3 separate regions of the Mus musculus genome follow, and all the other regions are linked to region 2. A link is a contact called in public HiChIP or PLAC-seq data. All regions are on one chromosome and are shown on one strand. Each heading gives the region's core, a stretch centred on a gene start, on an enhancer-like site or on the middle of the called end of the contact. The rest is flanking DNA. Distances are from core to core; before and after follow the strand shown. Region 1 holds the start of Smim11 (small integral membrane protein 11). Region 2 holds the start of Clic6 (chloride intracellular channel 6). Region 3 overlaps Runx1 (runt related transcription factor 1).

The links. HiChIP or PLAC-seq counts read pairs in DNA pulled down with a chosen protein or histone mark.
Region 1: a contact with region 2 is called in an H3K4me3 HiChIP or PLAC-seq map of embryonic stem cells, with 18 read pairs. The contact joins the promoter of Smim11 here to the promoter of Clic6 in region 2. A contact is called at or near these places in 13 of 39 promoter capture datasets (the HPC-7 cell line, HPC-7-derived erythroid cells, embryonic stem cells and 6 more), 5 of 15 datasets of contacts at CTCF or cohesin (the G1E-ER4 cell line, the NIH/3T3 cell line and embryonic stem cells), 27 of 484 Hi-C or Micro-C datasets (B cells, the G1E-ER4 cell line, the HL-1 cell line and 8 more), 12 of 115 datasets of contacts at active chromatin or transcription factors (differentiating embryonic stem cells, double positive thymocytes, embryonic basal ganglia and 6 more) and 4 of 9 other capture datasets (adipose tissue, embryonic stem cells, liver and 1 more).
Region 3: an HNF4G HiChIP or PLAC-seq map of pancreatic cancer cells shows a contact between it and region 2. The contact joins the enhancer-like site here to the promoter of Clic6 in region 2. A contact is called at or near these places in 1 of 39 promoter capture datasets (stem cell-derived epiblast-like cells), 4 of 484 Hi-C or Micro-C datasets (ECoMG myeloid progenitors, embryonic stem cells and extraembryonic endoderm stem cells), 7 of 115 datasets of contacts at active chromatin or transcription factors (differentiating embryonic stem cells, embryonic fibroblasts, embryonic stem cells and 4 more) and 3 of 9 other capture datasets (adipose tissue, embryonic stem cells and pancreatic islet).

The regions. Positions count from the first base shown.
Region 1 is chr16:92,299,409-92,304,245 of GRCm38.p6, reverse strand. It overlaps Smim11 (small integral membrane protein 11), which reads right to left and starts at 2,943. Exons shown (of 4, transcript NM_138743.2): 1 at 2,903-2,943.
Region 2 is chr16:92,495,837-92,500,414 of GRCm38.p6, reverse strand. Clic6 (chloride intracellular channel 6) reads right to left here and starts at 2,268. Exons shown (of 6, transcript NM_172469.3): 1 at 858-2,268. The coding sequence starts at 1,961. 2410124H12Rik (RIKEN cDNA 2410124H12 gene) reads right to left here. Exons shown (of 3, transcript NR_165041.1): 3 at 3,045-3,365.
Region 3 is chr16:92,685,266-92,689,967 of GRCm38.p6, reverse strand. It overlaps Runx1 (runt related transcription factor 1), which reads left to right. Exons shown (of 8, transcript NM_001111021.2): 4 at 836-992. Among named protein-coding and RNA genes, the nearest start is that of Gm30281, 75 kb to the left of the region's middle. Within about 2 kb of position 2,832, at least 28 of the 459 cell types and tissues checked have an H3K27ac peak or open chromatin away from gene starts, as enhancers often do. A contact at or near this core is called in pancreatic cancer cells, where this site is marked.

The DNA of each region.
Region 1 (4,837 bases), core at 1,694-4,193, 200 kb after region 2:
TTAATCCTATCTGCTCCCAATTACACATAGCCAAAAGAGGGCAAGTAGGGATTTTTTTTTCCCTCCCTAACTGTTCATTTTAAGGTCACAGTTTGCCTTACTGTGCATGCACCCCAAACCAGTATATGTTGGATCTAGCCATGATGCCTAGTTTCAGGATATGTTTGGTCACCAAAAGGACTTACTGAGGGTCATTGCTAAGAAGCTACAGTTTGGAGTGCCCACAAGCCTCTGTTTAAAGAGGTGTGTGCATGCAGCTCCACATGGGTGTGGGGGAGATCCTGGCTTGCTTTACTGGGAAAGCACTGTGTAGCTCAATCAAGCAGACCCCCCAGGTTTCCCTTCCCCTTGCCTATCTTACATCCAGTCAGCCAGGTCTGGGAGCTTCAGCCTCAGCAAGTCACCTGGGTACAGATGGACTGCTTCAAACTCACTTCCTTCATAATAACTTAAGACTAGAATTAGAAATGCAACGGGAAATTCCACACACCTTTAGAATGGGTTTCCTTAAGTAAAGCTCATGGGAGATGGCGTAGAAAAACATTTCCAGTTGTAAAAGTATCTAATATATAAAATTCAGTTCTCAGTCTATTTCAAGGTTACAGAACTTTGAAAACCAGCTAGCTATTGGCACAAGATAACCAAGCTTTGCCTTTGACTTGTGCAAAGTCAGATAAACCAAGAAGTGTATAATCCAAAGCCCTATTTAAATGCGATAGCGGTGGTTGAAGGTGCCCACTACCTGCAAGTGTTTGCCTTTAAATAGCAGCAGATTCCAACCTATGTTGGAAAAATGAGCTCTTTGCATGTTATAACCTGCTGCTGGAATTTACACCTTGAACGTCTAGTAATCTTAGGGATTAGCCATACTGTATATTAAAACAAAATATTTTTTTTATTTTTATAATTCCTTCTTAATTGAGTTGTATACATATTATATGGTAGACGATTTAACTGTTTCCCACAAGTCACCTCTGTGAATTGATATGCCCAGGATACTGACTCCCAAGGTCAAGGGAAACAAATGGGCCCAAGATGCTGACAAGAGGAAATAAATGAAAGAAAATACCCCGGGGTCTGGAGGTCTGGCAAACACATTGCACTTAGCAGCAATGTGACCTTGGCCTCTCAAAGCCTCCTTCATCAGTAAATTCTCCTTCAGAAGTTGGCCAGTAATCGCTAAGAAGCATGAGTAACACACAGCAAGCATTATTGTCTTGATAATGTCTCTCCTTTGCTAATGGTCCTCAGATAACAAACAGCAATAGGGCAGGATGTAGTCTGGACAAGATGCCAGGCATGGGATAAAGAATAAGGGCAAGAAGAAGGAGGACAGGACTCTACTCCAGGTGGCAGTAAGGGCTGAGCATGTGACCTGGGAAAGCCATGTGGCTCCTGAGCCAAAGCGCTCTTGGGATATCAGCGTCCAAGGAGTAAGTCTCCCACTCTGGAATTCACAACTCTCTGCTCTGTCTAATGTCACAGGACATGATGCCAAAAAGACTAGCAATCTGAGTGTTAAGAGGTAAGATCTCTGAGAAGGAAGCAGGGGGCTGTGGGCGTGGCTGAGCCAGAGTGCTAACGCAAAGCTCTCGGTTCAGCCCAAGTAACTCACAACCCAACCTTGGTGGTACAAGCCTGTAACCCTAGCACTTGGGAGGTGGAGGTCAAGGGATGGGAGTTCAAGGTCATCTAAGGCTACAGAGAAAGACTGAGCTGGAGGCCAATCTCAGATGCACAGAATCCTGCCAAGGAAGGAGAAAGAGAAGAAAAAGAGAAGAGGAAGAGAAGGAGGAAAAAGTAAAAGCAAAGGGGAATCTGTACTGCTATGGAGTGGGTGGGGTGGGTAGAGGAGAGCGAAGGGCCCAGAGCAGCCAGGTTCATTTTCACCCACTACTTTAAATTTCAAGGCAGCTTGCAAGCTTTCTGCAAATGGGGATAACCAAGAAAGCTAAACATAGCAGTGAGCTGTCTGCTCTGATATCACGGACTCCTGGTGCCATTCAGAAGCAAGCAGCAGCTGGCAGCAGAGGGTGAGCCAAAGCCACTGGGGTAAGGACAGCTGGAGGCCATTAAAATATATGAAATGCAGGGAGCTGTCCAGGCTTAACCCTTAACGACAGAAAATAAAACTGTTTGTAGTTTTGATCTTTATTGCAAAGTATCCTGCCAGGTTTTATTCTAGAAACAAAGAAGACATTCACTCACTTTGATTATACCAATTTAAACGACGTGGACAATAGTCTGCTCACAAGCTCCGTGTGCTCCTTGGCGAGGCTAACAGAGTCGAGGGTGCACCTATCTCAGCATATAATGCACTCACCTATCCTAGCAGCTTGTGTCAACTGTCTGAAGCCGTTTTCACTCCCAGTCTCTACCCCTTTCACTCCAATTCCTCAGCCAACCATTTAAAGTATCGGTAGGTTCAAATCGCCATGACCCCTGGACCTCACTTAGCCCACTCAGCACAGGCCTTGGTTTTCAAGAAACCCAGAAGCACCTTATCCGGGTGGGTGGCCAGATTCCAAATTTCAAGGCTTTGGGGAGCCTGTGAGTTATGGTGCACTTCCCTACTAGATGAAACGACACGCCTTGTTTAAGCAACTTTGGCGCCTTTGCGATCTGGGGCACCACAGGATCAAACGGGGATTTGCTATCCCTGGATACTTGGGAGTGCCCAGTCCCAGGTTCTCGCCCCCAGGCATTGCCTCCACGGGGGTGGGGGGTGGGTAGAAGGCCAGGAGTTATCATCGCTCCCTTCCTGCGTCACCAAAACAAGGCGACAAGACTATTAGAGTTCCCAAGGGCTATGTAGCCGTAGGCAGCAAGTGTCATCATGGGAGAAACAAGAACGCGGGATGACCAAGGGATTCCCCAGAGCCCCAAAGACTCACACACTTACACTCAGGGCGGCGGGGCCTCCTCGCTTGCTGCTCACAAACCACGACTCCCACAATCCCGTCGTGAAAACTACAAGTCCCGAAATGCACCGCTCGGAACGGAAGCGCCATCTTGAAAGGCACCACTTGATACGCAGGCGCAGTGGCTTTAGGGCGCCCGCAGATTCGCTAGTATTAAGGAGCGTGTTTCTCCAAGCGCAGGCGCTATGGGCTTCAGGCCAGTTGCGCAGGAATCTGAGGCTACTGCAGAAATCCAAGTAGGAACCCTGAGGGTGGTCCGCAGGGGTTAGGGTTCGGCCTAGGACCCTTTGTTCATGTCCACTGGTCATTGACTCCTGTTCTATACAGCTGAAGACAATAGGTCCCAGGTTTTTTGTTTTGTTTTCCAGGCTTAGCATTCCTCCAAGGGGACAGACAAGAAGAATGCATCCCGGTTGAGATAACCGATAGATACCCAGATTTTAGGTTCCCAGTTTCATTTCTAGCCAGTGAATCCCCAAAGTGCCGGGTGGGGAGACGCAGACAGCAGCCCTGTCCAAGGCTCTGGAGAGGCAAAGTTCTCACCGAGACCTCCACCTCATCTCCCTCTTCTGTGGAGGGGGGAGCGGATGCCCGGTGCTGACACTAATTGCGGGGTGAATTCTTGGACCCAAGAAAGTTAGCTTCAGATCTCATCATGCCTCTTTGTGGAGATGAAGTTGAAAATGTTAGCGTGCAGAGGGTTTCACAGACCTGGTTGTGCTAACAAGAGAATATCACGTTGAGACTGTCGTTTAATTTAACTCTACAAGGCCTATAAAAGGACACACTATAATTGTAATATTTCACAAATGATGAAACGGAAACACAAAGGATTTTTTTTTCTTTCCCGAGGCTGAGGCCAGCTCGTGCCAGACCTGGGGCTCGCCATAAGTTGCGAGACTGGGATCAGCCCCTATCACCTGTTCCTTTTGCAATAGCTTTGAATCTGCACTGAAGTACTACTCAGATGTGTAGAACTAGCAGACTAAGCAGAAAGACTCTAAAGGGAACATGGATAGAAAAACAACAGCAACCCAGCTGTTTGACTTGGCATTTTCATTTAGAAAGCTTTGGTTGAAGTTGATACTGGAGGGAGAAGCTGGGGTAAATGGATCAACAACTGGATGCCCATCCAACTTGTTAGTTATCTCCTGTTAACACAACAAAATGCTTGACAGAAGCAGCTTAGGTTATCTAGACTAGGTGAGTAGAGTCCACAGCTGGGAGGAGAGTGATGGAGGCTTGACCTCTCTTGGTCTTCTCCTTCAGGTTCCATCCAGGATCCCAGCCCAGGGAATGGTGGCACCCATTTAGAATGTTTTCCCACCTCATGTAACCCAATCTATATAATTCCCACAGGCATTCCCAGAGGTGTGGCTGTTACCCTAGTCTAGATCCTGTGATGTTGCCCATATTAACTACCACATAAAGATGTAGCATTTCTCCTGTTCCCCCTAAGTAAAATTGACTGATTGATGTCCATGTTATAACTATATTTTCCAGTGAGGATGATAAAGTATGTTTAATGAAAGCCTGGATTTAACCACCTGTACGTTTTCCTGGAGAAACAGATAAGCCAAGGGGAAAATTACAAACTCTGGGAAAGGGTGTGTGTTTTGTGTTGTGTTGTGTGACGTGCAAGGGGCATGCCCAGCAGAGTCTTAATGTTTGTATTTCAAAGAGATATTTCTACATGCTAGAAGAATTATTCTTGCTGAGTCTCTGTGTTTGCATTTCTAAGAGACATTTCTTTAGATGGAAGAAGAATTATTCCTCAAAGAGAAAGAGAGAGGATTTTGTAATTGCAAGCTTTCTCACTGCTATAAAAGAGGGTTCCATAGCCTATTGGGCTCCTTTGGTTAGATTTTACAGTCAGCTCTTCCTGGTTTCTCAGGCAGGTACTTTAAGGGGCTGGA
Region 2 (4,578 bases), core at 1,019-3,518:
TCGACATGTAACACATTCTTCACCCTATTATCTCTAGCTTCCTGGGGTCTGACCAAAGGTCCCCAGGAAAAACTTTTTTCTTTTAAACAAAGCTCTTGGTGTGAGCCACTGCTGGACTTTGTCCACTTTTTTTTTTTTTTTTTGGAAGCCTTGTAAAAATGCCTGTTTACACTCAAAACTTCCTCCTTATGTGTCTACAGACTCTTTCAAAAATGAAATCATGGCTTTCTTCCTGACGGAAAGGGAGACCAGAAACATATTACTCAGACAAACGATGTCCAAGTCTCCTGCATCCTGAAATCTGCCAAAGTAAACCTTAAAATGTTCAATAAACAAGACAGTGTATAGGAGACTTCCCAGTGTCCCCTGGACGAGGTTTTGTTTTGTTTTGTTTTGTTTTGTTTTTTCACCTGAAAATGCTGGGCAGCTCTGGGCCTCTGGGAGTTAAGTCTGGGAATTCTCATGTTGAACCTACCTGTTCACATTTTTTCACTCCAAGGATTAAAGCCTTCTTTAGCTGAAACCTTTTGAATACTAATAAGGCTGGTCACTTTTTTTGTTTTCTTCCTAATTCTTAGGAATAGAAGGGCCAGTTAGGATGTTCAGGACAAGGGATAGTGGAGTGTCACCAACCACACACACACACACACACACACACCCCTGACTTCCAAACCTTACATGGTTCATGCTACTGACTCTTGAGATGCTGGGGATGGCCCCTCATACGAGTTAGGCAAACCACTAACCCTCATTCACAGCCCTGACTCTCCTGAAACCCTAGCTGTTCCTTCTGACTGATTGAAGCACTTGAGTACGGTTTTGGTTCTGTGGGTAGGCCCTGGGGGCGCAAGATTTACCTTGACGAAGAGGGTGATGTCGTGCTCCTGTCCCGGATCCCCCTCCTCCAATGCTGGGCCATTCTCCCTGCGGCCGTTCACTCGCCCCAACTCTTCTCCACCCTGGACGCTGGGCTCCTCAGCTAAGTGGTTGCTGAGCTCTGCCTGGGATTCCTCCTCGTGTTCGGTGGATTTGGCCTCCTCTCCATCAAGGCTGCCGTCGGGGGGCTTCTCTTGGATGGCCCCCTCGCAGGGTCCCTTCAACTCGGGTTCTGGCCTCGCTTCTTCCTCCCCGGTCTCCTCCTGGAGCTTGCCCTGGTCCCCATTCTCATGAGCATCTACTCTCGCATCCTCGGAAGCTGCTTCCTCGGACCCGTCTTTCCCCAGGGTCTCCCCTTCCCCCGCGGCGTCTGCGGCCGAAGCGCCCGCCAGCTCCCCGGACTCGTTCCCTCCGATCTCTGTGGTTACAATCTCAATCGCCTCATCCTGGGGCTGAGGGCTGCTTTCCCCTCCACCCTGGGGCTCACTCTCCGACCCAAGTGGCCCTCCTGCGGGTGCCTCTGTGTCCATGTTGTCCCCTGCAAGTCCCTGGACTTCTGGGTTGATCTGCAACCCTAGCGCGCCGCCTCCCTGCGCTTCCTGACCAGATTCTGCCTCTTCCCCTGCCTCTGAGGCCGTGGGGTCCTCGGGCTCCCGGCGAGAGTCCCCAGGGACCTCGGGGGCCTCACCCTGAGAGTCTAACCCAGAGCTCATCCCCTGCACCTGCTGGGCGCTTGGCGCCTCCTCCGCTCCCTGCGGGATCGCGCCCTCGGGGTCGCGCTCCGCAGCCTCCGCTTCACCTGGAGCTCCGCTGGCGCCCGGCGTCTCGGCCTCAGGGCCGGTGCGCGGGTCCTGCGCCTGCGCTCCCCCAGTTCCCTCGTCCTGCCCACAGCCTCCTTCCTCCTTCCCCGAGGCCCTGGCCTCTACGCCCGCCCCCAGGTCCCTAGGTGCCTCTGCAGCTTCCTCGCTCGCTTCCCGCCCCTCCAGGTCCGCAGCTCCTGGCTCTCCTGGTCCCTCGATTGTCGCACCTTCGGGTTGCCCCTGGGAACCTGGAGCGACCTCCTTGGGCTCCGTGGCCTCAGCCATGGTAAAACACCCTTCCTCGACGCTGCTCAGGGTGAGGGGCAGGGGCTGACGTGCCCCCTCCGGGAGGACACCCCACTCGCGGTTCTAGAAGCGAAGGTTTCGCTTGATGCAAAATCTAGAGGGCCCCAAGACTCTATGTCCCTTTTCCCTGTCTTAAGGTCTTTGGGTTCTTCCTCAAGAGTTCCTGTTTCTCCTAAATTCGCGCCCGGACCCCAATCCTTCTGTGCAGGCCAGGGTGTGGGGCTAAAGAACTCAGCTTGCCTCTTGAAGTCTTTGGAAGAGATGGGCTGGTTCCCTGCGGTCTCAAGGGTTGACCAGAAATTCTCAGAGCCAGTTCTCCCCTCTTAGGGCTTGGGCGGGGTTTGTCTTCCCCACCTCCTAGCCACTTTGGGTGGCCTGGGAAGCTAGCCAATGACAGCCTTTCTGCGGCTTTTGTGGATTTTAATGAAAAGACTGATTTTACTGGCCACTTTAGCGTTTTCTGGAACAGCTTCAAGTTTCAGAGCCATTTAAATCACGGTCACATACTTCAGTATTGGATTCCCACCTTACCTCACTTCACCATGAAGGCGACTCTGATGCTGAGTGGAATAGACCCATCCCATCCCTGCCTCAGGTTCCACAGAAAAGGTATTAACCCCAAAGGGAGGAATGGCTGCCCTCCCATTTCTGTGAGTTCCAGGAACCTAAAGATGGAAGGGACAATAGCCTGGCGTGCTTGTTGAGGTGGTGGGGGGAGGGGAGGAGAACCAGACGGATACCTCTCCTTCTCCAGCCCCTGAAGACCCTAAGAATCTGTGCATCCCTCGGACTCAGATTTCCTTACTCATGTCCAGTGCTTGGGTCTCAATATCGTGGTTAGGGCGTTGGGGGTTGAAGGTGGGGGAAGAAAATTCGGGATGGGAAAAAAGGAAGTTATAGAATTAACTGGGCCAGGAGTCCCCCACTATCACCCGTCAAAAACTTCTTTCAGAGAAGTTTTCAAAACTATTCCACTGAATTGATAGAGAGAGGACCTCCCACCCCAAACTGTGAGGCCAGCATTTCCCCCTTATCAAAGGACACACCAACTCTAGACCAATATTGCTGATGAGTATAGATGCAAACATTATTAACAAAACACCAAGGGTTTGAATACAACAGCATATCAAAAAGATCATCCACGGCTATCAAGTTGGAGGTTGGAGGTTGCAGTGGTGGCTCAACACATGCAAATCTATAGGCGCAATGCGTCAAAACAACAGAATGTATGACTTTAAAAATCACATGCAGGCTGGAGAAATGGTTCTGGAATTAAGAGTGTGTACTGCACCCACATCAGGTAGCTCACAACTTCCTCCAGTTCTGAGGATCCAACGCCCTCTTCTGGCTTCAAATGGCACCTGCACTCACATGCACAAACCCCTGCAAGAATAACATATATACAGATGATTAAAAAATAAATAAATCTTTTTTTTGAAACAAAATGTGTTCATCTCAGTAGGTACAGACAAGGCACTTGATAACATTCAACATCCTTTCACAATAAAAGATTTGAATTTTTTTCATAGACAGATAATATCTCAACATAATTTAAATTGGTTGGGTGTTTTGTTTTGTTTTGTTTTGTTTTTGTTTTGTTTGAGGCGAAGTCTCATGTAGCCCAGGCTGGCCCAGAGCATACAATATAACACAGGATGATCTTGAACTTTGACCCTGCCTTTGCTGAGATTACATCACCTCGTCACGTCTCGATAAAATGCTGGAGACTGAACTCAAGACCTCCAAGGATGCTGAGCAAGCACCCGGGAAGGCGTTGCCTAAGAATGATGGAGCCGTGGGGATTTCAGTTTGACTTCTCAGGCTCTTACTGCTTTTAGCCACCACACCCACAGAGGATCCTGTTATCTTGACAAGAGAGGGATGCATGTTGAATTCTTCCTTTGTATCCCCATTGCTCATCCCTGATGGATAACTAAAGCTGTGGTTTGAACGTGTCCCTGAAAAGTCCATGTGTGGACTTTGGGGGTGTATTGAGAGAGAGAGAGAAAAAGAGAGAGAGAGAGAGAGAGAGAGAGAGAGAGAGAGAGAGAGAGAAACTGTACATGAATGTATGGGTGCCTGCCTGCCTGCCTACCTATTTGTCTGTCTGCCTGCTCCCTTCCTTTCTCTCTGTCTCTGTCTATCTCTCTGTCTCCCTCTGTCCCTGGGTGTCTCTCTCTGTCTCTGGGTGTCTCTCTCCTTTTCCTTTCTTGCCTTCCTGACTTTTGTTGCTGTATCCGAAGCACCCATCTATACCACAGGACAGTGCATCAAGAAAGCATTTTTGAGATGCTAATGCTTTGCTATTGCCATTCCCAGACCCTAAAACTGTGAGCAATAAATTTCCAGCCCTTATTAATCACTTGGAGAAGCATGGAACCGAGACAACAGGACAGATGGACACCCATATCCACATCACATTTCTCTGAGGCTGAACTCTACCTAGAAAGAACAAGAAGAAAGCCATAGCTTTGAATAGAAGTCACAAAACACTCAAAGCACATCACACACATACACACACACACACACACACACACACACACACACACACACACCCTGGGTAAGATAGACAGACATGTCAGGTAGACCCTACGTG
Region 3 (4,702 bases), core at 1,583-4,082, 190 kb before region 2:
TGGCACACACACCTCTAACCCCAGCACTAGCAGAGAAGAGAGGAAGATCGGGGGTTCAAGATCACTCAAGGGTTCAAGATACAGTGAGGCGGGGGCCAGCCTGGGCTATCTGAGACCCTGCCTCAAACAACAACAACAACAACCAGTAACAAATTTAGAGCAGAACTAAATTTAAATACTTTCATCCAGGTTTCCTTAGGTGCACCAAGAAGGGGCCAAGCAAGTAAAAGGTGGGGCCAGAGAGATGGCTCAGTGGTTACCAACATGATTCATGATACAGAGAATGGGTCTGATTCCTAGAACCTATGTCAGGTGGCTCACATCTGCCTACAACTCCAGTCCCAGGGTAATTTGCTCCTCTGGCCTTCATGGCCTGCTCTCAAGAAAATGCCCACCCACATACACTTAATTCAAAATGCCAAGATAAATCTTTTTTTGAAGTGGATTAGATCACAAATCTACAAACACAAGACTTTCTGTCTTTCGAATATGAGGTCTTAAGAGATAACTGTACCAATGAGAAACAGTAGTAGCTTTTCAGAATTCCTGTCCCCGCTTGTCTTGTTCCCACTGTGTCCTGTGACCTTCTGTGGCTTTTCTCCTTTAATCTCTGTGTCTTCCTTATTTGAAAATCCACACCTGTCTCTGCATCGCAGGACTCACAGCAAGCTGTTTCTGTCACGATGATCAAATGATGACGGACGGCTCTTCTATAAACTAGAAAGTGTCACCATTAAGCATTAAGTTTAACATCAGCGCAATTGCCAGACAAATGACACAGCCAGGTGCCTGTGACAGCACTGATGTCTGCATTTGTCCCTTGGTTGACGTCTAGGTGGTGGCACTGGGGGACGTCCCGGATGGCACTCTGGTCACCGTCATGGCAGGCAACGATGAAAACTACTCGGCAGAACTGAGAAATGCTACCGCGGCCATGAAGAACCAGGTAGCGAGATTCAACGACCTCAGGTTTGTCGGGCGGAGCGGTAGAGGTGCGTATCTGTCACGGATGGGTGTGAAATTCGAACCCGGGTTTTCCAAATAGTAGCCGTTTCTTATTATTGATGCAGCATAATGATATTTATTTAAGGTAATGTTTATTTGATACCTAACAACTGGATATTATCACGTTTTGATGACTAAATTGGCTTACAACTGACTTGGAACGCACAGCGTGTGATGGACTTGGAACGCACAGTGTGTGATGCGTGAATTGTGAAGTTCAATAAAACATTCCACCGTTTTCCTAAACTGAGATAAGTGAGCGAACCACCCCAGAATGAGGACTGAGATTGTATAATGGGTGGTCACTATGGGATAATCAAAGCCATGAGCCTTTATCATATGGTACTTACGCTCCCTCGAACATGCGACAGGGTTTCAGTTGGTCACATCAATAATTTTGGGGGAACCCTTATTGATATAGTTTTAAGTAAGCTTATATTCCTAGGATTAAAAAAAATGGACTCTTACTGGTACATCTGAGAGCAGTGTGACCTTCACTATGCATTCTTTGTGTATGGTTTGGTGGGAGAAGCCAGGCTCACTTAACATTTAGATACTGCTCATGTGAGAGACCAAATTATTTCCTTAGCCCAGCTGGACATGCAGTTATTATGCCTCACCTTTAACCAGTTATTAAACTATTGGAGTAGAAAGAGGACCTGCTCTCACTGTAGGCTTGTCTGCTTTCCAGTTATCTTCCGAGGTATGTGTTCTCTCTTCATTTCAAGGAGCTACGGCACATTTTACAAACATCAGCAGGCCGTGTGAGAGTCTAGGAGCAAGGTCTTCGCTTAAACCCTCACCTTTGTAATGTAGAATTGAACGATCTTAGCCGTAAATGATATCTCTAGCTTAATCAAAGCGGAATGACATATATCTAAGTCATACGATCAGTTCTCAGAGAGGGGAAGACACAGGGAGGGGCTAGTCGTGTCCATCGCTCAGTGGTAGAGCCTTCCGTGTGAAAGGCCTTTAGTTTGATCCCCAGCACCAAGCAAGCAAAACAAAGCAGGTAGACTGGCAACAGACAAGAAATGTCAAGCAAAGGGATTGTTACTACTGATTCTGAAGGCGTTCAGAACAGTGGAAATTCCGTGTTCATAGTGGGAAAGAGGAGAGAGTTGAGAGTGTGAGCCTGGACTTCTGTGTTTGCTCCCCTACCCCTGCCCCCAGATGCCCAGGGCATTTTCAGAATGATGTCACAGCTGGAGAAAAAAATGTAGAGAACATATAATGTTATTGAAAATATGTGTTCGCGCTACTGTGCTAATAATAGGGTGATTGAAAGAAGAGTCTACCCACTTATCGAAGGCCTGGGAGAGCCTGCGCCCTTAAGTGGATCCACTTGGAATATTGAAAGTCTGCCTTTCAGCAAATGGAATTCGCATTACGGTTCAGAGGCATGTGTTTAGAAAATATCAGGGAGGTTTCAGATGAGTCGCTGGCCGAGCGGGTGGGAAGCCAAGAAGAAAGGAAGACCCCAACAGCCAGGCCCACGCCCACCTGCCTAGCAATAAGCTTAGTTCGTAGGATCTAGCTGGGTTGCCAGAGAACATGTCCCCATACTCCTAGGCGTCTAAGTGGGTCTTTTTGTCATGTTTGGCTATGGAAGTTTCGAAGACTATTTAATGGACTATTCCAGTGACATTTTCCCGTAGGGAGTTGCATGGTGGCTTTGTGACGACCGTGGCAGCCAGTTGATGATGATCAAGAGTGGGGTTCTGAAAGCAGCGTGCCTGCCTACCTTGGTGGTGCTATGTGCTGGTCGCCTATCCCTCTTTGGCCATTTCTGTTTTGAGTGGGTGACTAAGAGGTGCTGGTGTTTACCTGAGGAACAATGGACTGTTTCCCCAAGGCGTGGAGTGTTTGCACTCTGCTGTCTGATTCGTGCCAGTGTGCACTTGAGTTTGCATAACCGCCCCCCCCCCCCAGGAAAACAGCAGCACCCAAGGCGAGGCTGGTTTCCCATACCCTGGAATGAAAAAAATTAATCAGATGCAAAAAATTGGATTATATTTGACTTGAGCAGGCTCTCCTCTTCATGAGGGGTAACGAGTAATTAAAACTCAGGAGGACTAATTGACCACTTGACCCAGTTATGGTTTCTATATATAATGTTGGTCTTGAGTTTTTATGGTTTAAATTTTTCATGTCAATACCAAGACAAGTGAGCTGTCGGTGTAATAAACATGGTTTTATCTCATAATTTCACTTTGTAGTCACAAAATATGATTTTATTTTGATTTTTCATGCCATCAAAGCCTGCTGGATATTCCCCAGCCCAGCCCACCCCACCCTCTCTCACTCTCTTTCTCTCCTTCTCTCTTGCGATTTGCTTCCCATTAGAAACTGAAGAAATGACTCTCACTAATTCTCACAATTAGCCCTAATCTCCCTGGTTGAACCTTATCCTTTAAAAGTTGCATTATGCTTTATGGAACGATCTTAAGACCCGACTATTTCATTTTTCATTTTTTTAAATGTGCCTAAAAATATGCCCTCAGAGGCCACACACTGGCCCAGAAGGTCCTGGCCTTCCAACACATCCACATTCCGTAAGGTCAGTTTGGGATTCTGTCAGTGATGGCTTCTCGGAGGGGCCTGGGTACTCCGTGTGGGATAAAGGGTAGAGATGACATGAATGGACACCCTCCTTTCTTGTTACCAGATGCCAGATTTTGAGGATTGTGACCCTCACAGAAACTGCCAGTTAACCAAGGAAGGATTTTTCTCTGTTCCAAGAAATGGATCTGTCTGGGAGCTGGCTGATGCTCAGCTCTAACCTCAGGTTCAGCCTGTGACTGGGAAAACCTGCCTGTCTGGCTTCTAAGCCCTGGCTGCCTGCTGGCCCCTGTGAAAACCTGGTGAAGGCAGAGGAAGCTCCTGCCTGCTTCCTCCATGACCATGGCTTCCGCCTGCTCTCCTTTAGATCAGCTCGGGTGTATCTCCTCATAGGAATGTTTCTCCCTTTGATTCCCAATCTGCATGTTGATTATCTGTGGGGCTCTACAAAGGAAGGAGAGATAGCTGCTCCCGGTTGGGAGTTTAGGGTGGGGTGAAAATCAGACGGGATCTTGGGAGACCCTCTCTGAAGTCCAGAGATTAGGAGGGCGCTCAGGAGGCTGCCCAGAACAATGCATGCTTTAGTCACAGGGCCTGAGATTATCAGTCATCTCCGAGTTCAGGGTCAAAAAGAGATCTCTTTCATGAGGGAGGTCAATTAGCTGAGCCTTTTTCTCGGTCTGTAACTTGCTCCCATGAGCTGGGGTGTGAGGTGACAAACATTTAAGAAACCTTGGCAGTGACATCTGCAAACACCCATTTCCTGCTGGGGTGTTTCACCAGCTGCCGAAGACTTGATCCATCAGTGAACTTAGCTTTAACGATGCCTGTCACAGGGAAACAGATCACGCAACTACCAAACATGACAACAGCCGTGTGGCAAATGTGAGGAGGGAGACCAGAGCCAATGCTCACTTGTTCCAAGTTGGTGATTCTTTAAATCTCTGGAAGCTGTCATAGATAATTCTGAAAATCCCCCCAAAGATTTCCTAAGGTCCAAAAAAAAAAAAAAAATGCACACGGGCCCAGATTTCTATAGTGCAGCTTAGTTTCGGGATTGTTTATGGATCTTCCTGGGACGTGCAGATACTAAAACGTGCGAATCTGGAACGTGTCTTGGACTGCTGAGGGTCAG